Linked DNA regions of Mus musculus: regions 1, 2, 3, 4, 5 and 7 are each linked to region 6. Evidence: chromatin contacts called from public ChIA-PET, HiChIP or PLAC-seq and promoter capture Hi-C data. All regions are on one chromosome and are shown on one strand. The core of a region is the stretch at or near the end of the contact, and the rest is flanking DNA. Distances in the headings are between cores, read along the strand shown. Region 1 has its middle 14 kb from the start of Gm40557. Region 2 holds the start of Dglucy (D-glutamate cyclase). Region 3 holds the start of Psmc1 (protease (prosome, macropain) 26S subunit, ATPase 1). Region 4 overlaps Nrde2 (nrde-2 necessary for RNA interference, domain containing). Region 5 holds the start of Ccdc88c (coiled-coil domain containing 88C). Region 6 holds the start of Ttc7b (tetratricopeptide repeat domain 7B). Region 7 overlaps Dglucy (D-glutamate cyclase).

What was found. Promoter capture Hi-C pulls out the DNA fragments that hold promoters and counts their contacts. ChIA-PET counts read pairs in DNA pulled down with a chosen protein or histone mark. HiChIP or PLAC-seq counts read pairs in DNA pulled down with a chosen protein or histone mark.
Region 1: an H3K4me3 HiChIP or PLAC-seq map of embryonic forebrain shows a contact between it and region 6, with 4 times the contacts expected there. The contact joins the enhancer-like site here to the promoter of Ttc7b in region 6. A contact is called at or near these places in 16 of 39 promoter capture datasets (the 3T3-L1 cell line, 3T3-L1-derived adipocytes, the C10 cell line and 11 more), 1 of 484 Hi-C or Micro-C datasets (Th1 cells), 10 of 115 datasets of contacts at active chromatin or transcription factors (T-cell acute lymphoblastic leukemia, embryonic forebrain, embryonic stem cells and 6 more) and 3 of 9 other capture datasets (embryonic stem cells, liver and pancreatic islet).
Region 2: an RNA polymerase II ChIA-PET map of memory CD8 T cells shows a contact between it and region 6, with 99 read pairs. The contact joins the promoter of Dglucy here to the promoter of Ttc7b in region 6. A contact is called at or near these places in 4 of 39 promoter capture datasets (the C10 cell line, the HPC-7 cell line, cranial neural crest and 1 more), 2 of 484 Hi-C or Micro-C datasets (the CH12 cell line and liver), 2 of 115 datasets of contacts at active chromatin or transcription factors (memory CD8 T cells and pancreatic cancer cells) and 1 of 9 other capture datasets (adipose tissue).
Region 3: an RNA polymerase II ChIA-PET map of memory CD8 T cells shows a contact between it and region 6, with 40 read pairs. The contact joins the promoter of Psmc1 here to the promoter of Ttc7b in region 6. A contact is called at or near these places in 12 of 39 promoter capture datasets (the 3T3-L1 cell line, the C10 cell line, the HPC-7 cell line and 6 more), 1 of 484 Hi-C or Micro-C datasets (embryonic stem cells), 11 of 115 datasets of contacts at active chromatin or transcription factors (acute myeloid leukemia, embryonic stem cells, extraembryonic endoderm stem cells and 6 more) and 3 of 9 other capture datasets (adipose tissue, embryonic stem cells and liver).
Region 4: an H3K4me3 HiChIP or PLAC-seq map of embryonic stem cells shows a contact between it and region 6, with 7 times the contacts expected there. The contact joins the enhancer-like site here to the promoter of Ttc7b in region 6. A contact is called at or near these places in 10 of 39 promoter capture datasets (the 3T3-L1 cell line, the C10 cell line, the HPC-7 cell line and 7 more), 1 of 15 datasets of contacts at CTCF or cohesin (the NIH/3T3 cell line), 18 of 115 datasets of contacts at active chromatin or transcription factors (SST interneurons, T-cell acute lymphoblastic leukemia, acute myeloid leukemia and 10 more) and 4 of 9 other capture datasets (adipose tissue, embryonic stem cells, liver and 1 more).
Region 5: a contact with region 6 is called in an HNF4G HiChIP or PLAC-seq map of pancreatic cancer cells. The contact joins the promoter of Ccdc88c here to the promoter of Ttc7b in region 6. A contact is called at or near these places in 7 of 39 promoter capture datasets (the 3T3-L1 cell line, cranial neural crest, embryonic stem cells and 4 more), 3 of 484 Hi-C or Micro-C datasets (all in embryonic stem cells), 5 of 115 datasets of contacts at active chromatin or transcription factors (embryonic stem cells, memory CD8 T cells, microglia and 1 more) and 1 of 9 other capture datasets (adipose tissue).
Region 7: a promoter capture Hi-C map of pre-B cells shows a contact between it and region 6, with 4 times the contacts expected there. The contact joins the enhancer-like site here to the promoter of Ttc7b in region 6. A contact is called at or near these places in 12 of 39 promoter capture datasets (the 3T3-L1 cell line, 3T3-L1-derived adipocytes, the C10 cell line and 7 more), 1 of 15 datasets of contacts at CTCF or cohesin (large pre-B cells), 1 of 484 Hi-C or Micro-C datasets (B cells), 10 of 115 datasets of contacts at active chromatin or transcription factors (SST interneurons, cardiomyocytes, differentiating embryonic stem cells and 5 more) and 4 of 9 other capture datasets (adipose tissue, embryonic stem cells, liver and 1 more).

Annotation. Positions count from the first base shown.
Region 1 is chr12:100,226,675-100,229,710 of GRCm38.p6, reverse strand. No RefSeq gene overlaps it. Among named protein-coding and RNA genes, the nearest start is that of Gm40557, 14 kb to the left of the region's middle. Within about 2 kb of position 1,475, at least 48 of the 459 cell types and tissues checked have an H3K27ac peak or open chromatin away from gene starts, as enhancers often do. A contact at or near this core is called in T-cell acute lymphoblastic leukemia, Th1 cells and embryonic forebrain, where this site is marked.
Region 2 is chr12:100,777,455-100,780,694 of GRCm38.p6, reverse strand. It overlaps Dglucy (D-glutamate cyclase), which reads right to left and starts at 1,638. Exons shown (of 13, transcript NM_145448.5): 1 at 1,385-1,638. Gm40558 (a long non-coding RNA gene) reads right to left here. Exons shown (of 3, transcript XR_872933.1): 3 at 2,950-2,981.
Region 3 is chr12:100,108,250-100,111,504 of GRCm38.p6, reverse strand. It overlaps Psmc1 (protease (prosome, macropain) 26S subunit, ATPase 1), which reads right to left and starts at 1,303. Exons shown (of 11, transcript NM_008947.3): 1 at 1,294-1,303. The coding sequence starts at 1,296.
Region 4 is chr12:100,136,407-100,139,634 of GRCm38.p6, reverse strand. Nrde2 (nrde-2 necessary for RNA interference, domain containing) reads left to right here. Exons shown (of 14, transcript NM_001290303.1): 8 at 1,857-1,977. Among named protein-coding and RNA genes, the nearest start is that of Nrde2, 22 kb to the left of the region's middle. Within about 2 kb of position 1,949, at least 6 of the 459 cell types and tissues checked have an H3K27ac peak or open chromatin away from gene starts, as enhancers often do. A contact at or near this core is called in embryonic stem cells, where this site is marked.
Region 5 is chr12:101,027,085-101,030,167 of GRCm38.p6, reverse strand. It overlaps Ccdc88c (coiled-coil domain containing 88C), which reads left to right and starts at 1,277. Exons shown (of 30, transcript NM_026681.5): 1 at 1,277-1,396; 2 at 1,832-1,932. The coding sequence starts at 1,337.
Region 6 is chr12:100,519,372-100,522,377 of GRCm38.p6, reverse strand. Ttc7b (tetratricopeptide repeat domain 7B) reads left to right here and starts at 1,556. Exons shown (of 20, transcript NM_001033213.1): 1 at 1,556-1,807. The coding sequence starts at 1,687.
Region 7 is chr12:100,837,788-100,841,279 of GRCm38.p6, reverse strand. Dglucy (D-glutamate cyclase) reads right to left here. Exons shown (of 13, transcript NM_145448.5): 4 at 2,582-2,780. Among named protein-coding and RNA genes, the nearest start is that of Gm36572, 54 kb to the left of the region's middle. Within about 2 kb of position 1,884, at least 77 of the 459 cell types and tissues checked have an H3K27ac peak or open chromatin away from gene starts, as enhancers often do. A contact at or near this core is called in B cells, hematopoietic stem and progenitor cells and pre-B cells, where this site is marked.

The sequences.
Region 1 (3,036 bases), core at 226-2,725, 290 kb after region 6:
CTAGTCTGGCCAGCCAGTGAGCTCAGAAGTCCTCCTGCCTCTGAGTCCCAGTGCTGACATTATATGCACACACCAACACACATGTGTTATGCGGATCATATCCAAGCCCACATGCTTGGATGCCAAACACTTCACTGAGCTGCCCCTCAGCCTGTTGCTCATACCCCTCATACTGTTTGTCTTTTCTGTGTGTCTGCTCTGACAATAATGAATGGAAATGGACAGTCGGTTTACTGAGTCTTGTGAACTATAAACTGCTGCTCACTGTTTAAAAACAATAACGATGAAAAGCTTCAGCAGTCAGTCTGCCGGGGACACCGGCACATATTTCCCTTCGGGGGAGTTTATTATAATGAAAGACCTTGTGATCAGGCCGCTTGGTGAGGGAGACAGCAATAGACAGAAACTGTACAATGCACAGCCACATCCAAAGATGATGGGGCCTTAAAATGAAGGAGAGGCTTCTTGATAAATCTAAGATGAGCCTCTTCAGGGGGCAGTCACTGTGTCAGGAGCAACCTCAAGCTGTCTCCCTGAGGCGTCTCCACCAACCCCAGAGCAATAGAAAAGTCTGACCTTTATAACCCTTTTAGGACAGGAGCATGCAGGAGCCAGGTACCACAAATTGAGGGTGGCTTCTTAACTCTGTGTTCCAGAAAGAGTCCAGGGAGGTGTGGCCTGAGTTAGGCTATAGGATCTGGCCTGTGTTCTAACACCCACCTTTTAGGGCTCCTGATCAACCTCTCCCAGCCTGAATTTTTTTTTCTTTAGGTTCATAATTCAAAGTGTACAAACTAGAAAAGATTTATCTTGTCCAGGCTCCAGTGTCATATGAAGGAGCAATCTAAGGCCCAAGAAAGCAGTACCTAGCCTTCCTTCTGTCCTTCCACCCTCTCCCCAACTCCCCCCTCCCCCACCCCACCCCCACCCCCACATATACACACATACAACCATCCCAAAGGGTGAAGCCCTGTAGTATGTGTTCTTCAGAGACTTGACGCTGGCTCTCTTCTTGCCTTCAGCTTCTCAGGTGTGGGGGGGAATCAAGGAACCCACAGACCATTTCCTCTGCTTCTCAAATCCACCTCGGGCTGGGGGAAGGGGGACACTGGCAGTTTCCTCCCGCCTACATCTCCATTCAGATGCGCTCAGCCTCAAAGCAGTACAGGCTTTCTGATATTTTTAAAGAATGTGTGCAACCTTCCCCAGCTCACATCTCTGCTCCTGAGCATCCTCCTGCCAGGCTCTCTCCTTAAGAACTAGATGGGGAGGAACACAGGCCTGCTGCAGGGAGAGAAAAGATTCTGGCTCAGACAGTGTGGCTCAAAAACAGCTCTTTGTCTGCCCCTCACCTCAGCAAACGCAGCCTTATTTCCCTCTGCATAAACCGTCTCCAGCTTGGAGCCAACAGGAACTTTGCAAGCAGTCTTGTTCCTGAGGCCGGTAATTTGTCAAACGTTAGCAGTGACTAAGCTACATACATCAGCCTCCCTTTGTTCTAGGAGGGGACCAGCTTGTCTGGCCCAAGGCAGACAGGGTGAGGGGCTGCTCTCTGCTGTCTGTCTGTATCCCCTTGCCACGCTCCGCCTAAGGAGAGCGCTGGCTCTCCATGAGGATGGTGCTTCTCTGTCCTTTTCCCATGTCCCTCTTGTCTTTCAGAACAAAAAATAATAATGATAGGAAGACTGAACTCCAAGTGGTCAGGTTTCTTAGAAATTGTGAGCATTTCCAAAGACACTGAGACCCTTAACCTCTAAGAACTGAAGGGAAACTGGAGTCTGTAGACCTGTCATAGGTCCCCAGCCAGGCTTGAGGCCACAATATGATGCATCCTACCTTGGGAAGGACCAGGCCTGGGCCCTGGATGCAGTTTAAAGAATGGGTGACTTTGATTCCCTTTTCCAGGGTTCACTATTTGTCTGTCCAGTCCAAGCTGGGACCAGAAGAAACAGGACCAGATGCAAAAATATCTGGGCCTGACAGGCAAATGTGAGGGCCTTGGCCAAAGTTATCATGATCTTCACGATGGTACAGGGCATTATGCTAAGTGTGCGTCCTTCTGAGTTGGATGTTCAGGTTGTACACCTGTGAAATCTGCCCTGGGAGAAGGCATTCATTCATTCATCCATTTCATTCATTCAGCAAACACTTGTGGGCCTACTTTATGCCAGGTTCAAGTCACACAACTGCCAAATAAATGCCAAGTATGTCACAGACCTGGTAAACCATTGGTGCGCAATAAATGCAAATGAAGGTTTGGGTCAAAAGCAGTCCGGGGCTAAGAAATGGATTAGTGGAGAAAGTTCTTGTGCCTGGCAAACACGAGTGCCTGAGTTTGAGCCTCATATTAGAAATCTGAGTGTGGTGGCATATCTTTATAATCCAAGGGTTGGATGGGTGGAGACCAGCGGATGCCCGGGCTGTTGGGCTAGCTCATCTAACCTGTGTGCCCAGCTCCAGGATGAAAAGAAATCTTGTTTCAAAAATCAAGGTGGAGGGCCTGGGAAGATGGCTCACTGTCTAAGACTGCATATCGCCCTCGAAAAGGACCTGACTTTGATTCCAGGCACCCATTTGGGAAGGCGCACAACCACCTGTAATTCCATCTCCAGGGGATTCAATGCCTCTGGCCTTCAAGGGCATCTGCAGTCAATGTGTGTACACACCCCCACACAGACATATACATAATTAAATATAAATTTAATAAATTAAAATAAATAAATGAGGTGCCCGAGGAACAATACGTGAGGTTGTCCTTCTAACTTCTACATTCAGTAGAAGTAGAATACGCTTCTACTGCAGTAATACACTTGTGTGGCCTATGGTGAGTCACTTTACTTGGTCCTCAGACCCTCAGTTACCATGGAGACAGGGCCAGCCTTCCTCAGATTCACCCGGGAAGAGTCTGTGGACACTGAGGGGAAACAACTTCACATCTCTCTGTTCATCACAGACGCCCTACTGTAGCCTGTGGGGACTTTCTGTGTCATCGCTGCTGTCCACAGCAGGGACGGTGGTGCAAAGGCCTCCAGTGGC
Region 2 (3,240 bases), core at 389-2,888, 260 kb before region 6:
GTTGTTCTTATATGAACTGCTATTGGAGGCTTGGTTCCCTGTAGGCAGTGTTTAGGGGCAGGACCTGTGGGAGGGAATTACATCCTGTGCGCTTGGACCTCAGCAGTGGGCTTTGGGAGGTGGTGGAAACCCCTGAAAGTTAGGCCTCTTTGGAGGAAGTTGGTACTTGGGGGTGGGCTAGGGATGGGCTGTTGTATTTCAGACCCGTCCTCGCTTGGCCCCGTTCTCGCTGAGACCCGTCCTCGCTTGGCTTTCCTGGCTGCTACGAGTTGAGCTGCTTCCCTCTCCCACCTGCTTCAGCCATGTTGAAAGATCCTGGAAACGGCCAGGTCAAAGGGCTATGGACTGGATGGATGGAACCTTTGACATCATAAGCCCAAATAAACTTTTCCTCCTTAACGTTGCTGCTCATGTCAAGGGTCTTGTTATATGAATGGGAAGCTAACACAAAAATTCTTTATCGGAATGTGTGCAAGCCCAGTCTAGCTTTCAGCTGGTTCTATCCTGCCTTGTCTTTCTGCCTCAGTTTCCCCCATCTGTTTAGTGGATGCTGCTTTCCTTCTGCTTCTTGCTCCTGGCTTTATTTCCCCCTCCTTTGACAGTGTTTAGCTACTTTGAAGGAACAACGCTCGCTCCTTCTGGACCAATCAGTGCCAACATGCTGCCTCCTGCCCTCCCTAGCACACATACATGTTCATGAAGTCAGGAAGATGGCTGTTAACGAACCCCTAGGTTAATCACACAGATAGGAAGAGACTTCCCAGAGTCACAGGGCTCTGCCTTCTGCACAGGTCAGAGGGTTTGTTCCCCCAGCCACCTATGACAAGAGAGCCTTGGCTCCCGCAGTGGGGACTGAAGCAAGCTCTCAATGTGAGTTTGCCTCACCTTCAGCAATCATCCCTCAAAAGCAGAGAGAGGCACCTCGAGCCCTGTGGTTATCTGGCCAACACCCCTAGGCCTGCATTGGCTTGGTCTGTCCTCCCCTCATGCCAGCCCTGAAGTCTCTGCCACTAGCTTCATTTCCTCCTCCCTAGCAGGTTGTGGCCCAAAGTTGGCAGCCACTCAAAGCCTATGATTTCAATTTCCCCTTCTTTGCTTTCTCATGATCTTGGGGTTCTCAAGGTCTGGAAGGTGTCCTGAAAGGCCATCCCAGGAGGGTAGAGAAGCAATTCCACAACTCATGGTCCCCAGTGTCATATGCAGAGATTTGACTTTCAAGGGGAGGCCCTGGTGGCTTCTAGCAGAAAGCCTGTTAACTGATTTTGGCTTATAGCCCCCTGGAGCAGTTTCCTCAAACGCTTGGGCTGGGATAGGGTAGGGTGGGGTGTGTGGATGTTGCCTAGGGCAGAGAACTATGCCGCGTTCACGTTCCCTGCTGACTTACTGTTGGTTTGAGATGTCTGGACTAGAGTCCACACACAATTCTTCCTTTTGTTTCCTCAGCCTTGCAGAGCGAGCTTCCTTCTGAAAGGCATAAAGCTCTCTTTCTTCAGCTCACAGGGGCTTCTGGGGCTGCCTGTCGCCACCGCCACTGCCACCAGCTTGCTCTGCCCGGCTCAGTCTCTGATCTACATGCCTGGGCACAGCCCCAGGCACCACTGGCTGCTACAGCTCTGCTACCCTGCAGCCAATGCTCTCAAGGCCTGTACTGGGGTGGAGACTTCCATGGCAGGATGCCAGTCCTGGTTCTTAAAGTCACAGAGCCCTCTAAGGTTACTTCCCTTTGCGGGAGTTTCTTGCTTTCCCCGGGCAGCAAGGAAGCATGACACAAAGGCATGGCCATGATGATTGGAAAACCTGCTGCAGCAGGGTGGAAGTCCCAAAAATTCTAATGTCACAGACCTAGGAACTCACGTAAGCCCTGAGGAGTTTCACAACTACCCTGGTAATTCCCGTGTGAAGCCAGACTGGGATTGCTGTCTGTGCTGTCCAAATGTCAGACTGCACTGGGTCATTTGAGGTACAGGCGAAAATGCAGGTGTTGACCCGAGCGAGAGTCAGGCTCTTGCAGATCAATGGCTGCTAGCCCTGGGGCTGTGCTGGGTTAGGCAGGGTAAGTTGCTCTCCAGCATTCAATGTTCCCTGGACTCATCTGAGATAATAGGAACGCAACACTAGGCCAGTCTCTAGCACTCAGACTATGCTTGAAAGACACGGGCAGGCCTGTGGGGGTTTTTCCTCCCTTGGTCTGAATGCTTCCTCTGAGGAAGAGCAGGTTCTGCTTTCTCTTGCCTCAAAGCTTTCAGGACTTCCCTTCAGAGCCAGCCTTAATCCCAACCACACAAGGTTCTAAAGCAGATGGTGCCAGCCAGTCTCTGTGGTTTCACCTTCCCTACCGCTCCCGAGCCTCATACCCCAACCCCAGCACAAACCACACACGTAAGCACAGTGCAGGTCCTTTTGGTGCCAGCCTTGGCATGTCTCTTCTTGGGTCACTTTTCTAATTCTTTTTCTCCAGTTGGTTAACTTCTCCCCCTCCTGGAGGAATTGGGATGGGTGTGCCTTGCCCTTTGTTATAAGACAGAGAGAAGACACCATCTGCACCCCACGACCACCACCAAAACCAAAAACCCAGACTTCCACAGGATACTTGAATCCACTGGCACCTTGATCTTACTTAGCCTTCCCAGTCTTGACTTGTGAGAAATAAATTTCTGCTCTCTACAAGCCATCCAGCTTGTGGTATTTTGTCATAGCAACCTGAATAAATGGAGACAAAGACATTGTGCTGAGTGAAATAAGGAGAATGTCTTAGTTAGGGTTTTACTGTGAACAGATACCATGACCAAGGCAGCTCTAATAAAGGACAACATTTAATTGAGGCTGGCTTACAGGTTCAGTCATTATCATTAAGGCAGGAGTATAGAACCATCCAGGCAGGCATGGTACAGGAGGAGCTGAGAGTTCTACATCTTCGTCCGAAGGCTTCTAGGAGAAGACTGGCTTCCAAGCAGCTAGGATGAGGGTGTTAAAGCCCAGGCCTACAATGACACACTTCCTCTAATAAGGTCACAACCCCTCCAACGAGGCCACACCTCCAAATAGTGCCACTCCCTAGACCAAGCATACTCAAACCACCACAGAGGAGTCCATAATTCTACCTGTAATAAGGTACCTAAATCAGCCAAGGTCATCACTGGGACAAAAAGTAAACCAGTAGATAGGAAGGTGTGGAGGAGTTACCGTTTAATGGGTCCAGACTTCAGTATAGGATAATGAAAAGGTTCTGGAGCTGGACAC
Region 3 (3,255 bases), core at 54-2,553, 410 kb after region 6:
GACCACACGCAAGGCTCGGACCTACTCAGAGCTGGAGTTACAGACCATTCTGGAGCCTGCTGGCATGCATGGGTGCCGGGAACCAAACGTGGGTTCTCTCAAAGTGCAGCAGGTGTTCTTTACCCCTGAGCCGCTTGATTCTCAAAGCCCCCTTGATACACAGGCAGATAAAAGGACCAAGGTCCAGGGAGGTTAACGGCCCTGTATATTGTCACAAAGCTTGTTAGACAGAAATCACACTAAGTTCTGCTGTCTCTCAAACCCAGAGGGTTTCTCAACTGCTCTAGAAAAGAAAGGATTTGTGCCCCACCAATGGTCACTGGCTGTATTTCTGTTTCCTCATTAAAATGGGGACATTAATAATAATCTTCGGGGTTGTTCTAAGAAGTAAGAACAACTCTGGGGAAATGCCTGGCGCATGTTCGGGATACTTTTTGTTTGTTTGTTTGTTTGTTTGCTTTTCCGAGACAGGGTTTCTCTGTGTAACTTTGGCTGTGCTGGGACTCACTCTGTAGACCAGGATGACCTCGAACTCAGAAATCCACCTGCCTCTGCCTCTCGAGTGCTGGGATTAAAGTCGTGCGCCACCACCGCCCGGCTTGGGATACTTTTCAAAGTCATCACCGGTCCTTTGTGTGCTCTGGCCTTCACCTACATTCAGATGCATTGGCCTGGCAGCTCATGATTCGGGCGGACTTCAGGGTTGCCTCCTTTTGCATTTCCTGACCCTCTGCCCTGCCCGGGCTTCGCTCAGCTATCAGTACAGATTACTCCCTTACAACCTTAATTTAGGCCTCGATTTAGATTTCACATCCACGAAGGGTCCTTCGCTGATACCCTAACAAAACCAGCCACCTTCTTACAACACAGCTACGTAACGATCTGGCCCGGTCCTGTTCCCTGACATATTTATTGTCTCCCTGCTCTAGAACGGAAGCGCCATCATCAACCGTGCTCGCCCGGTAACCTCCGTGCCTACATCTGAATCCGGCTCAACCAACCAAACCGGAGAGCGCTGAGCCGTCTGCGGAGAAACACTACGCTGGCTCTGCGGCTCAGCCGCTGTCCCCAGCGTCGGCCGGGCTGTCCCACTCGGCTTCAGCCCTTCAGCGCCTGCCTACTCGAGCGGTTCACAGCCCGGTCTCTCCCTGGGCGCCGTGCATCCTGCCCGCGTCCGCCAGGGAGTGAGATCCGCTCCGACCCGCGATGAACCCGAGCGTCACATCGCCTCGTCCTCCCGCCTTGGGGCGCATGGATGTTTGAGACGACCAGCCGAAACCCTTAGTCACTCACCATCTTCCTTCAGTCCTCCAAATCGCCACCGCCGGAAGTGCATCCACCAAAGCGACCCGGACAGAACGGAAGTAACTTTAAAAAAAAAAAAAAAAAACAGGCTACGGAAGCCTATCGGGACCAACTTCCTCACGGGCGAAGTTGAGCACGAAGGGCTTATTTCGGCGGTTTGGTACAAGGATTGGTTAAACATGTGGGCACTTAAAATAGTTTACTCGAGGGAATTCTAAGTAGCTGATCTTGGGCTTTTGTCAGTAACTTAAGACAATGATCTTGGACGTTGGAGACTTGGGGAAAATATGAAAATTTTAGAAATTTAAAAGGATGCAAAATTATAATTGGGAAGAAGTATTTATGTCAGGCAGGAATGGCGCTTGGGACTGAGAAGTTGATGTGTACACAGCATTTATGATCTTCTTTAGTTTCTGAACTTTGTAGCTCTCTTGAAAATAGTTCTTTGCCGAAAGAGATCTAAATGTGTGCTTTTTTTTTTTTTCTTCCCTCTGATGACAAGGGACTGATGATGGTGGCTAATACTGTGTTAAAATTACCCTTGAGGCGCTGGAGAGAGGGCTCAGCAGTGAAGAGCAGGGGACCCACATGGCAACTAACAACCATTCAGGGCACCTGTAAGCACGTGATGTGCAAACTCATACATGTAAACATAAACAAAGTAATTAAAAATTAAAAAAAAAAAAAAGACAGGACACTGAATGTGGAGAGAGTCCAAGTATCACTGAGGAGGGACACAAACTGGGGCTTGGGGCCCCAGGCAGGTGTTACACATTGTTATTAATTAGTGTTATTAATGTTAACGATAAATTCTTTAGCTTGTCCATGTAAGTACTCTTTGTGTTCCTATTCCTAAGTAAGAGTTTGAGGGATAGGAAATCTGACTCCCTAATTAACAGCTACTTTGAACAAAAGAACTGGTTAGTCAAACAGCCCGAAGGACCTGGCTATTTTGAGTACTCCACAGACACACTGAGAACTATACACAATCCCAGTTGATGGCCTTAGCCGTTCCCAACACCTTGTATCAGACCTTTTGCTATCATTCAATGAATTTCAGAAGACCCTGCCATCATTTCTACCTAGCCCAGGTGGGGCTATTTCCCCTGATGGTCCAGCAGACAGAAACTGTGTGTTGTAAGGTGAAGGTTAAAGGGACAAGGTGACTGGTGCCAACACAAACCTTCATCAATACCCACGTGTGCTATGGTTATCTGAATCTTTATCTTGCTATATATACAGGCTGCTCCAAGCTTGCTGGGTGAGTTGGCTGGAGGACACTCCATTGCTGCCTCCCTGGATGTTGTAACATGAGGCTCAATAAAAGACTTCCTTTGGTCTTGTCTTGCCTGCTTTGATGGTAAAGGGAGGAAGTTAAATTTACTCTTGGGAGGCTGGAGACATGAACTGGTAGCACAGAGAAGCAGCAGATGTGGTGAAGGCAAAGGCGGTGGACCAACGGTGGCAGCAACGTTTAGATGTGTGATTGGGCGCTGAACGGCAACTGGATTGTTTGACAGCAGTGTGAGACAGAGGGAGAAGGGGATGGAAGCAGAGAGTTGTAAGAAGGCGAGAGCTGTAAATGGCTCCAGAGTGGGTAGAGACATGAGGACTGTGAGTTGGAGACCAGCCTGGTCTACGTAGCAAGTTCTAGGCTAGCCAGGGCTACATAGCCTCTGTCTCAGAGGCAAAAAAGTTACAAGTGGGAAGATTTAAAGGGTTCTGGTCTGTGTTAAAAGTGGCTTCAAGGCCAGCATTGCTTGGGATGCCTAGGAGTGTGACCCAAATATGACCGAAAGGACAGGAGGCTCCCTAAGAGGCCGGCACACACAGAACCGATGACGCTTAGGACTTGCCTTCTGTGGGACAGACAACGTTCAGAAGTGCCACAGTCACGTGATTTTAAAATCTCCTTTCTGCCCATCTACACAGTCGTGGAGGGAACTCTCC
Region 4 (3,228 bases), core at 700-3,199, 380 kb after region 6:
ATAGCCACTTCTCTCTGTCCACTGAAAAAGCTTGGCTCTCTGCTTTGTGAAAGGGTCTGGGGGAAGGTAGCGAGAACATCTGAGCTCATGGTGAGCCCAAAGGAGAATCTTTGGGAACTTAAGGTCTCATGTGAACTGGCAGTGAAGACATTTTTATTATGATGCTACCTTTAGACAAAGTGGGATTAAAGAATTCAACCTGATAATACTGGCACAGCTAATTTTTAGTTAGCTTTTATAGAGAGCAATTTTAAAATGTGCTGTGATGTTTTAAGTCTACACTATGCTTCAGGAGTAACTTGGGAACTGTGGTGAGGGTCTGAATTCTTCTCTCACCCCTCTGCTGAGGCTCTTGATCAGTGGTGTGAACAGTGTGGTGGGCACAGCACTGCGCCTGATGGTGACGTTTCAAGGATTCCTGCTCTGCTCTGTTAGAGCCCCAAGCCATGGTATGGAGATGTTAAATCCCAGCTGCACAGCTCCCTAAGCGTCTGCAAGCCAGCATACAGAGAACTACCTGTCTAGCTGAGAGATACCTTCACCATAAACATGGGACAAAACAGGCAGAGGCTGCTACAAGGGTCTGTTTCAGGTTATAAACACATATCACACTCTTAAAAAGTCAGCCTTTGCTTGAGTGTAGTTTTTGTTTATTTTTGGCAGTACTGGGGTTTGAACCCAGGCCTTTTACACTTGGTAGGCATTGAGTTATTTGTTTAATTTAATTAATTTATTTATTTATCTATTTATTTTGTTTTTTTTTTGAGTCAGGGTTTGTGTAGCTCTGGCTGTCCTGGAACTCACTCTGTAGACCAGGCTGGCCTCGAACTCAGAAATCCACCTGCCTCTGCCTCCCGAGTGCTGGGATTAAAGGAGTGCTGGGATTAACCACCACCCGGCTATTTGTTTATTTTCAAGTCACTGTTTCAGAAGCCCATCTGTAGTCTTCCATCCCATTTCCCGCAGGTGACTGGCCCTCATATGCTCTCTGAGGCTATCTCGCCTGGCCCTGTGACTCTTGGAGGGATTCTTCCCCTCAGGACACGCCCTGCAACTGTCAGCCTGTGGTGTGCTCCCCAGAAACCTGCTCGCCCTCCAAAGGTTCCTTTAGAGTATCATTAGAGAAGATGGCTCCTGGAAATCCTGTTGCTAGTCGATAATCAGATCATAAGTCAGTCCCTGCCCAGTGCTATGTCTGCTCTGTTCCTGGGTATGACTGCCTGCCTGCAAGCTGCTTCCGTACACTGCTGCTCTCAAGTCCAGGCGACACCAGGGCCTGGCCTCCAGATGCACTTTGTGTGGCTTTGTCCCACAGCTACCCTCCTTCCACTCAGCTGTGCCAAAGGCATCTATTGAGTTCCTGCTGTGTGCTGAGCTAGATCTTAACATTAAGCAGTTACTTAAGATGCGATTGTCCCTCCAAGAGCTCAGTCTGTCCTGCTGAAAATTTGAATTCCCGTTCTCTCCAATGTCCTGAAAACAACATGACTTCAGGGGTCAGGTGGTGGGTCAGGCGGCATGAGTGGGGCTGGCAGTGGTTAGACCGCACCGGCAGGGTGAGGACTGGGAAGTGCTTTCCTACCCAGCTGCAGGCTCTTGTCACCAAATCTTGAGCAGCCTTTCTATATGCTGATCTAAGGAGTCACCATGTCCAGCTCACACTTTAGAGCTGTACACCAAGGCAGGGGTGGAGTGAGGGGGCCCATTTGGAGGCTGCCTGCCGAAATAACTCCTCTGTTTGCCATGTGTGCCTTTGAACATTGGTTGTATGGTATTTCAGGGATCCTGTGGTCCAGAGACGCACTTGGGAGCTTTGTTGTGGTTGGCCTAATTTCTGTCCTTTAAACCTGATCCAGGTGGAATTCTTTGAGCCCTTCTGGGACAGCGGAGAACCACGCGTTGGGGAGAAGGGAGCCCGAGGCTGGCGGGCGTGGATGCACCAACAGGAGCGAGGTGGCTGGGTGCTCATCACCCCAGGTAAGTGCTTCAGAGGGCAGGGGCGTGCCTTCTCTTCTGGGGCTGGGTTTTCCCACTTCAGGATTGTTTCTCATGCTTAGTGAGGCAGCTTAGGAGTGCTGCAAGAGTCAGAGGGTCAGGATTTAATCAGGCGCTGGACCGCCAAGCTCTGAGCTCCAACTCCCAGCATGCAGCATTCCAAGCACCTGAGGGTCTGAGGCCTCCAGAGGAAGAAGGGCTTTTCCTTCCTTCTTCCCTTCCCTTCCCTTCCTTCTCCCCTCCCCTCCCCTCCCCTCCCCTCCCCTCCCCTCCTCTTTCTTTCTTTCTTTCTTTCTTTCTTTCTTTCTTTCTTTCTTTCTTTCTTTCTTTCTTTCTTTCTTTCTAAGGGTTCACAGACTTTATTGGTTCAATAATAAACAGCAAAGAAAACGTTAACCATCACTCCGGGAGCGTCAGTGTAGACGTGAAAGCCACTCTTGGAGAGAAGGGCTTTTCCAAGTTGCTTCTCAAGTGGCTGGAGTGTCGCTAGTTCCTACTTCCCATCCTTCTGGGCGTAGATTTAAGGTAGTCTTTGGTCAATGTTCACACTAACAAATTTTGACAAATTTCTTGCCTCTTAAGGAACAAAGAGGCAACTAGCTTCACAGTTGTCATTCCAAAGTGCTTTCTAGGTTTATACCCGTAACAGAGCCAGCCAGTAGGAAAACAGGCAGACTTCTGGCTCCCAGTCTTTTAGCCACAGTTCCAGGAGCAAAAAGAGGGCAGGCCCCAGTGGAAAAGGTGCTTGGTCAGACGCCAGCCAGAGCTGGGCAAGACAGCATGCAGTGGGAACCTCGCTTTCCACTTAAATTGTTAGCACTTTGCTTTTTAGTTTCGAAGTACTTGTAGATGTGTATGTACCTGGAAAACAGGTATAGAGAGTGATAGTGCGTCCTGTCCAGAGTGGACTCAGATTTCACCAGTCTTTGTTCCTGTGTGTGTCTGTGTGTACATATGTGCATGTACATGTGTGTGTACACGTGTGTGTGTGTGTGTTTGTGTACGAGTGTGCATATATGGATGTGTCTGTGTGTGTACCAGACAGTTTCATCAGTTTTGGTGCTGCCGTGGACACGGGTGGGCCATGACTGAGCCCACTTTGTCTTCTCCCTCACAGTGATGACAGATCGATTTCATCACAGCAAGGCTTTGGGGGGTTTGTTTGTTTGTTTGTTTGCGTTGGGTTTTTTTGCCACTGTTTTTAGCCACAACCATCCTTCCTTTTTCATAGTT
Region 5 (3,083 bases), core at 28-2,527, 510 kb before region 6:
GCCCCACCAAATTCTGTGATTACAGGAACCAGAACTGACTGCCATGGCCTGAGACAGGATGTCATTGAGCCCAGGCTAGCTCTGAAGTTGTTATGTAGACAAGGATAACTTGAAGATCCTTTTGCCTCCATCTCCCCAGTACTGGGGTTACAAAGCTGTACCATCATTCCCACCCCACTTTTTTGGGTAAGATTTGTTTTACTTTTTATGAGTTTTAGTGTTCTGCCTTTATGAATGTATACCATATGTATGTCTGGTGCCCTCAGAGGCCTTGAAATTCAACTTAATGATAGTTGCGAACCATCCTGTCAGTGCCGGAAAACAAGCCCAGGCCCTCTGGAATAGAAGCAAATGCTCTTCATTGCAGAAGCCCCCCCACCTCCACCCTTTATTTGTTATTCTGACTTCCACATTTCTTGGAACCTTGCCAGTATACTGGGGGCTACAGTCTATTTATTAACAGGCTTTCCAACCAGGCAGAACTGTAATACCACATGTCATCAGCAGATGTCACATCCCTAATACGTGAAAAAGCTACGCTGCAAAATGACTAGCCAAAGGGTAGTCATTGAGTACCTGGTGTGTTCTCCCTAGGAGTGTGCCAGGGGCTTCGGGTTAACATTCCCGCATCGCAGTGAGGATTAAACTCGTCAAGACAAGAGTACATGCAACAATGGCCCAGCTCGGGGAGCGAAGTTATTACCAGGAAGTGGTGAGAACGTGGGGCTGCAGGCCTCCAAGCACACAGCCCCCGCCAGCAGGGGGCACGGCGTCCATCGCGCTGGGAGCCCAGGCTCAAAGCTGCCGCTGCGCACTGCGGCCGGGACGGGCTCTCCCGCACGGCGTGCTATGGTGGAGGGAGGGTAGAGCCATAGCAGGGGCGCACACGCGTGGGGCGGCCACACCGCCAGCATCCATCCTGAAGGAACTTCAGGAAGGGAGAAGCCGGGGAGTCGGCAAAGCAGATGCACTGATGCGCAACCCTGCAGTCTGAGGCTTACACCAAGCCTCTTCCTCTCGGGCCCAGGTCTGCGCGCGCAGGCTGCACCTGCCCGCGCACTCGGGCCGCCACGTGCTGAGGCCCCGCCCCACTCCCGTCCCCGCTCCCCCAACGCGCACCCGGCCCGGTGCGGCTCCTCTCCGCTAGGCTGCGCAGGGCACCGGGCGACCGAGGAGGGACCGCGTCGCCCCTCCCTCCCCCTCCTCGCCCCCACCTCTCGCTCTCCCCGGGCGGGCGGGGCCGCAGCCGCGCACCGTGGGCTCGCGCCCCGCCTTTGTCTCCCGCGCCCGCCGCCGGCTGCCGGAGCCGCTTTGTGCGGCGCGGCCGCGGCTCAGCATGGACGTGACGGTGTCGCAGCTCGTTGAGCTGTTTCTGCAGAGCCCTCTGGTGACCTGGGTGAGCGCTCGGAGCGGCACCGGGGACCGGGAGGCTCCGTGTCGGGTGGGCGTCCCCACGGCTTCCCACTCGGGAACGCGCACCTGTTCCCGGCGGCCGTGGGGGCGGGGAAGGGGGGTGACCCCTCCTGAAGCTCAGAGACCCGCGGTAGGGGCGCAGAGTGGGACCGTGGACCGGCGGGCTGAGCGTGCTGCCTTCCTGTGCGTCTGAGACGTGAGGATTTTGTTGAAAAGTCCTTTTTATTTATTTCTCTATTTTCCTCGCGTTCTGGGACGCTGGAGAAAAGTTAGCCAGAAGTCCTGTCCGGAGGCGGGAAAGGACCGCGGTTCGGGAAGGGTAGGCTTGCTGCCTGCGAAGAGTACCACGGTGGTTGGTGACCTCCCTGGCCTGCCTTGTCCCCCAGCGTCAGACCAACATGCTTTTGCCTCCCCGCAGGTGAAAACTTTTGGATCGTTTGGAAGCGGCCACCAGGACAACTTGACTCTGTACATGGATTTAGTGGACGGCATCTTTTTGAATCAAATCATGCTGCAAATGTAAGTTGCCTCTTCAGAGAGGATACTTTAAGAAACCTAAGATTGTAGCGTGAATGCCGGATGGCCAGGGAGGGATTCCGTTCAGGTGGGCCGTTGGACCCCCCCATCCCCCAGCACCTCATTCGAGCTAAGGAAATTTGCGGTTGACTCATTTGTAAACTCGGGCACTTGATGGTAGTCTGAGTGCTGACACCAAAAGTCCCTTTTCTTTTTGGAGGGACACAGAACTGTAAAGAGGGTCTGGTTGGTTACAGGAAATGTCCGCTGGGTCTGGAGCATCGCGGTGTGAACGCAGTTTCACTGTGGCTTGGGAACTGGGCTTCTGAATCTCCTTCTCTTCCCAATTGTTGGGGCAGATGCAGTCATTAATCGTCCTTGTGTGAATTGGGTTTAGAAGGCACACAGGCAGGCAGGCAGGCTGGCTGTTTAGAACGTTTGCTTGGGCTTAAACAGGGTCTCGTAGATACTACTTGCCGGCCGCACCTCTGACCACATCCGTTGTGGAGTTCTGCAGAGCCTGTCTGTCTGACATCTTAGCACCACTTAGGTGTTGGCTCCTACCCCTCCATTCTGTGTTTAACTTAGAAGCTTCGGGGATCCTATTGGAAGTGAGTGACAGTATGAGTCACAGGCACTTGGAACAAAATAAAACTGGATCAGCCTTTACATGTACCCACTCAGCTGGGACTGATGGAGGTGTCACACTCAGTAATCCATTAGCTAATGAAATACAGCTTGGATTTGTAGCTGGGGGTGGGGGCGGGTAGGGGGTGGTTTCCCAATGAGATGACTCCATTTGTTTTCATAGGACATTTGATTCACAGTGGTAGAAACCCCGTCTTTTTTTTTTTAAATCCAATTCCACTGGTCTTCAGAGTTTGACCAGGTTCTAAAGAGACATTTGCTGTTGGCTTTGGCTGCGCTTCTCTAAGGACTGATGAGAATTGAGTTTTTCTGCGGCTGCCTCTGAGCAGGCTTGGGCTCTGGCCACGCTCCTGCCACCCCCGTTCCGTCAGGCCCCAAGAATGGCTGGGTTCCATTGGTAGAAGGACCATTACAGCCTATCCCCGTTAAGCTTGCGGCTGTGTAATTAAAAAACACAGCAGTGTCCTCCAGTCTTCCACTTAGCTACACACAGGCACAGGGGAGAA
Region 6 (3,006 bases), core at 307-2,806:
TTACATCATTTTCTCCATCCCACCGTTTTTCCTACCCCTTTACCCTTGCTCCTTCGCCCTCATTTCCTCTGGCATTCTGTTTGCCTGTCCTTGGGCTGTCCTTAGTGTCTGAGCCCCATCTGCTCTGCTCCCATCACCTCTGAGGGCCTTGGGTTGCCTCAGTGTGGTGTTGGTCATGTCCCAAGTACTTCTTTCCTCTTGGCCCTTACTGAGTTTCAGTTGCTGATCCTGTAAACCAAGGCCTGTGAGTCTGGTCTTCATTTATCCCCAGGGCATGAGAGAAAAGCCTGCACTTGATAGCTTTGGAAAGCTGGAGGAGACACACCCAAAGAGGATGAACCTGGTGACAGGGTACTGCCCAGATGACAGCTCCATCCTCAGAGGCAGTATTGCAGAGTCCAACACCCCCACTGCCCCTGAAGCCACATTCCCTGACCAACTTTCCCAAATACTGGTCATGTCCATACTTGCAGGCCTTGCCATTGCATGCCTGACTAACATGCAGGCTCCCTATCTCACCAAGAAGAAAGACAGTCTTTCTAATGATCCAGAAGGCCGGGCATGGACTAACCCCCACCCTCCTGACATCATCTGCTCAGCTCCTTGCCTTCATTCCACCCCAGCCACTCTGGCCTTTTTCTAACTCACCAAATATAGTAAAGCCGAGGCCTTTGCTCTGCCTGTAATGATCTGCCCTCCCCACCTCCCATATCCCCCCGACTCTCATCTTTAAAACTGTCAAATATCACTTCAACACCATCCTTAACCAACCCATAACCTAATTTGCTACTTTATTTTGCTTAATTAATTCATTTCCATGAATGGGCTATGAACTTTATACCCACTTTGAAGCAAAGTTGTACCCACTTCGTTCCGTTTCCACAGCCCTAAAACACTACCTAGCTCTGTGTGGGTGACCTCTGACTCTATAGTTACTGAATAAATTACACAAGTGAAATAATGTTCAGCTTAGACACCTGCCCCTGCTCTCAGTTACAAGGTCAAGGCCTGGAAATGCCACTTATGAGTTGGTATTCTCCTCAGAGGGCAAGGGAGCTGGCATCTGGGCTTGCAGCTACACACACACACACACACACACACACACACACACACACACACACACGTCCTCCCTCACTTTCTTCCAACACACACTTAAGGAACTTCGGGCAGGTTCTGGAGGAGCATGAATCTCCACTGCTTCTGGCCACATGATGGGGACGGAGGCTACCTGGGGCAGAGGGGAGCCTGAGGAGGGGCGCAGGCCAGCACAAGCAACCTGCGATGGCAGGGCCAGCCGAGGCAGGCTCGCCCTTCACGCCCTCTCGCACTAGAAACCCCGGCCTTTGGAGCCCCAGAGCATCCTCGGGGTGGCTGCCCTGGCTTGACCCCTCACCGCTCCAGGTTCGCTCCTGAGCACCGTCCCGCGCTCCTCATTGCTGTCCGGCCTCCGCCCCGGCCCGCTGCGGCTCCGGCCCTGGCCGGCAGGGGCCGCTCCTCGCGGCGCCCGGGGCCCCGCCGCGCCCGCCGCCGCCCGCTCCCCGCCCCTTCCCCGGCCGGCGTTCCCGTTACGCCGCCGAGCCGGGAGCCGGAGCCGGAGCCCGCGGCCGCAGCGGGAGGCGGCGCGGGGCCCGGCGGCGGCGGGGCCTGCGGGGCCTGCGGGCGCGCGCCGGGCCGGCCAGGGCGGCCATGGCGACCAGGAAGGCGGGCTCGCGGCTGGAGACGGAGATCGAGCGCTGCCGCTCCGAGTGCCAATGGGAGCGGATCCCCGAGCTCGTCAAGCAGCTGTCGGCCAAGCTCATCGCCAACGGTACGCGCGGACGCACCGGGGCTTGCGGGACCGCCGCGGCCTCCGGGGCTAGGCCTGAGGCTCCGGGCGCGAGCAGGGGCGCGGCCGGGCGGCGAGGCGCAGGCCGCGCGGTGTGCGCGGGCCAGGCCCTTGGGGAACGCGGGGTCCTCCGGTCACGCGGCGTGCGGCTGGGCGGGCGGGCTGTGCCTGTCGGAGCCTTGGAGTCCTGACGTGCAGGCTGGAGAGGTTCACCGACCCCAGAGACCGGAGGCCAGCCCCGGGCTTCCAAGAAGTTGGAGCTTGTGTGTGTGTGTGCGTTTGTGTGTGTATGGAGCCCCCCGGGACATACCTGTGGGCATCTGGGGACCACCAGAGTGTGTGTGGTGTGCTCAGGGGTCCTGTGATGGAGATGTTGTGAACATATGGTAATCAAGGGCCCCAGGAGGGAGCTCAGACTTGGAGGGTGTCAGGGGTGGCATTGGCAGGTTGGGATTTGTGTCTTGAGGTCAAGACAGTTGGGTGTCAAATCTGCAGACCCAGAGAGGATAGGGTGGAGAGTACAAGGGAAACAGAGTCAGGGAGTCTGGGAGAAGGTTACTGGGCAGGAAGATGAGACTGTATTAACAATGAGGGAAATGGAGCTGATTGGATGAGGGGCCTGGTGCGCCCAGGAACCAGGATCTGACTTGGGAAACCTGGCGGCTGGACTTGGCCAATGACCCCATTTGCTGAATTGGTTCTTCCAACCCATCAAACCAAAACTGCAGCCAAAATCACATTCCAGAGCGAGACTCCACGTGGCCTTATTTGTTTTGGAAGCAAGTATGGTTAATATTTGCTTGTCTTTTCGTACGCGCCAAAACCACAGGCAGGCACTTGGAGCCTGGGCAGAGAGGGCAGAGGATTTTGTCCTCCTTCACCTCTGGCTTCCCAAGACTGTCTGAGCAGGCGTGGGACAGACAAATCACAGAGGGAATGAATGAAGGACTGACACTGCTCATTCAAGGAAGGACATGTGTACTCTTTTCAACCTTCACCCCGAACTACCCAGAAACGGACAGGGAAATCTCATAGCCTCTTTAAGGTTGGTGGTTGTTTGTGATTTTATGAAAATAGCGCCTGGAAATGAAAACTTAACAAAACCAAACCAAACCAGGTTTCTCTATATATCTTTCAAACTTACCTTATAGCTTAGGCTAGCCTCAAAGTCTCCCGCCTCC
Region 7 (3,492 bases), core at 635-3,134, 320 kb before region 6:
TGTTGCAGCCTGGTTGACAGTGAGAGACTCAAAACTAGGGTGCAGGAGGGGGGAGCCTTATTCATTTTTTTCTTTATTAATCTGTCAACATCACTTTGGCAGTCTGGCACACATCTAAGCTGGACAGAATAATGTTTTCACCACATAAAAGAAAATTCAGGATGGTGTGTTGCCTGTTGTCCCAGCACCTGGGAGGCTAAGGAGATGGGGAGTTTGAGCCTTGACTGCAAGGAAAGTTTTAAGGTGATTCTGGTAACACAGTGAGAGACTGCCTTAAAACAAACACACAGACGGGGCAGCAAAAAGGTGACGGGAAGAGAAGAGAATCAAATGTTCCAAAGGAAACCACTACTATTTCTGATGTCCAGATGTAGTTACCAGAGCCCCAGAAAGAATATTATACTTTCCCACTAACAGCTAGGAGGACAGAATGGCAGATCTGTTACTGGAGTATCAGTATACAGGGTGTTTTGAAACTCTCAAGAACTGTACTGTGTTATGCTATTTGTGAGATACTTTATCATCCTCAGCATTCCAGGACATATTGATCCAACAGCCCTTTGTGGCCAACAGTCAGAACCAAAGGAAATGCTAACTTTCAGCCGAGGTTTATAACACACACACACACACACACACACACACACACACACACACAATTTTCCCACCCAGTGGCGGGCATGGTGGCTCACGACTTTAATCCCAGCACTTGGGAGACAGAGGCAGGCAGATTTCTGAGTTCAAGGCCAGCCTGGTCTACAGAGTGAGTTCCAGGACAGCCAGGGCTACAGAGAAACCCTGTCTCAAAATCAAAACAAAACAAAACACCCCAAAAAACCAAAAAACAATTTCCTCGCCCAGTCTCATGGGTCTCTAAATGTTCTTTCTCCATGGACCTCAAGAAGCTGCGAAGTTCTGACAGAATCAGGCAAAAGCAAGCAAACAGCGCCAGGAACATCGGCTGCCTGATTTACTTCTAGATCCCACAGGATGAGCCTGTCCCTGGATGCCCCGGTCTTCCCTTCCAAGATTCTGCACAGGGCGACCTGGGTGACTTTCACTGGTGGTATACTTCTCCCCCTGCAGTGGGGCTTACGACAGGCTTAGAACGCAGCCAGGATCAGGATCCCCTGGGACGACCTTGGCTGCCACTTAACTGGCTGTTACCACCCTGGCAACTGTAAGATGAGGCTCTGCTGTGCTGCCAGCCCAGTGTCTGTATGACAGCACCTGGGACAGAGCAAAGGCACATGTAGGCCACTCACAAAGCCAGGCAGGGCTCCTGGGGACTGAGACACCTCTGTTTAGGATGGGCCATCTATCCAGGCCATCAGTCAAATTCAAGGTGGCTGTAAGAGCCATCTCTCTCAGGGCCTAAGGGCAGTGGGGTGAGTTGTTACAGACAAAACTGTATGGCAGCTGTGGGGAGAGGGGGCAGTGACGTGTCATGGATAATTGACAGGCTTTGGTGAACATATATGGACGTCTGTGCCTCTGTACAAAGCTTTTTTTTTTTTTTTTTTTTTTTTTTGGTTTTTTCGAGACAGGGTTTCTCTGTATAGCCAATCTCATCAACCCAATCTTTTGTGCCTCGAAGGTTACTACAGAACTGCAGGGACCTGACGCAGTCCAAGCCTCTTTGGCAGGAGTCAAAGTGGGGAGGGACACTGTGACAAACAGCGCTCAAGATGAAAAAAGTCCAGCCACTGTGAGCAGGGAAGTCTGGAGGCTGGTCTTGTGCACAGGGAGGCCTGGAGACTGCTGATCAGCCAGAGTGCTCAGACTTGTCCCAACAGCATCTGGGAAGGAGGCAGAGGAGGAAGGGCGCCACTCTTCCCCACGTGACTGGTTTCAGCAGGAAGAGAAGTGCATCAACTCGGCCACAGGGACAGTCCCTAACAGCAGGCGTGTCCCAGGAGAGGCCACCCTTCTGCCGTTAACACTCTGTGCTCACATCAAAACTGGCCATGGTGACACCCTGTGCTTGTAATTCTAGCACTGGGAGATAGAGACAAGAGCATCCCCAGGGCTCTCTGGCAGAGAGCCTACCCTTAATCAGTGAATCCCAGTAAGAGGTCTTGTCTCCAACTCCACGGTGGGGCCAGTGAAAAGACTCATCAGATAAAGGCACTTGCTGCCGTGCCTGGTGACTTGAATTTGATTCCCAAGCCCCACGAGGCAGAGGCAGAAGGAGAGAACTGATTTCCATAAGTTGCCATCCAATCTCCACACAAACATTGCACTACCAAAATCACCCCTTCCCCAAATAAGTGTAACTTAGCAGAAAACAATGTGTTCTGCTCCCGAAGAGTACTAGTTGACCTTTAGCCTGAACATACATTCATATATACATGCCCTCTCTCTCTCTCCAAATGTCCAAATGACTTTGATTGACATTGCACAGCCATATCAGAGGCAGGTGGGAGAGAGACTGACTCAGAGGGTAATGGTTTTACCTGGGAGGGCGACTGAGCTAGGGCTGACCTTAGGGCTTCTGATCCCTGAACCAACATTCTCTCCACCATCGGAAACTACAGAGTCCATCCACATTTTCAAGCTGTTTTGCCCAGGGGCATGGCCTTACCTTGTATGCTCCTGCATGGCTGGGACCTGTTAGGTCTCTTCTGGGGATCCCTGCCTGCTCCAAGGCCTCTTCTATGGAGAAGCTGCAGTCTATGATGAAGGTCACCATTTCTTTTAGTTGTTCTGAGTGCTCTTCCAGTGAGGTCAGGATGCCTGTGCAGGTGCCAAACTTGTATTTCTGCAACTGTGGACAGATGGTCCTAGGGACACAAAGAAGTGCTCACAGGCCCCTGAGGCGCTTTTTTTGTTTTTGTTTTTGTTTTTAGAGACAGGGTTTCTTTATGTAACAGCCCTGGCTATTCTGGAACTTGCTCTGTAGACTGGGCTGACTCCAAACTCATGGAGATTCATCTGCCTCTGCCTCCACAGGGTGTACCACCGTGCCCACTCGGCCAATACTGTGTTTATTAGAAGGTCAGAGAGGGGCTGGAGAGTGGTTAAGAGCACTGACTGCTCTTCCAAAGATTCTGAGTTCAATTCCCAGCAACCACATGGTGGCTCACAACCATCTGCAATGTGAGCTGACGTCCTCTTCTGGTGTATCTGAAGACAGCTACAGTGTACTCATATACATTAAATAAATAAATCTTTAAAAGAAGGAGGAGGAGGAGGAGGAGAAAAAGGCAGAGGAGGGACTCTCTGATACTGACACGTCTAGAGCTCTCTACACTGGGGAGCGCTTGGTTTTCAAGTCGGGGCTTTGCTGGTGTTCCTGAAGCATGACCAAACCAGAACCACTGAATCAATGTGTGCATAGCATAACCTGTGGGTCCCACCCCATCCCATTTCCTGAACCTCAATGTGAGACCAGTCAGACCCACAAGAATAAAACAATGGTGGACTTTCTGCAACAGGGAGATGCTGTTGGACCCAGAGAAACTTTGGTGTCCTCTCCCATGAGGCTGAAAGCCT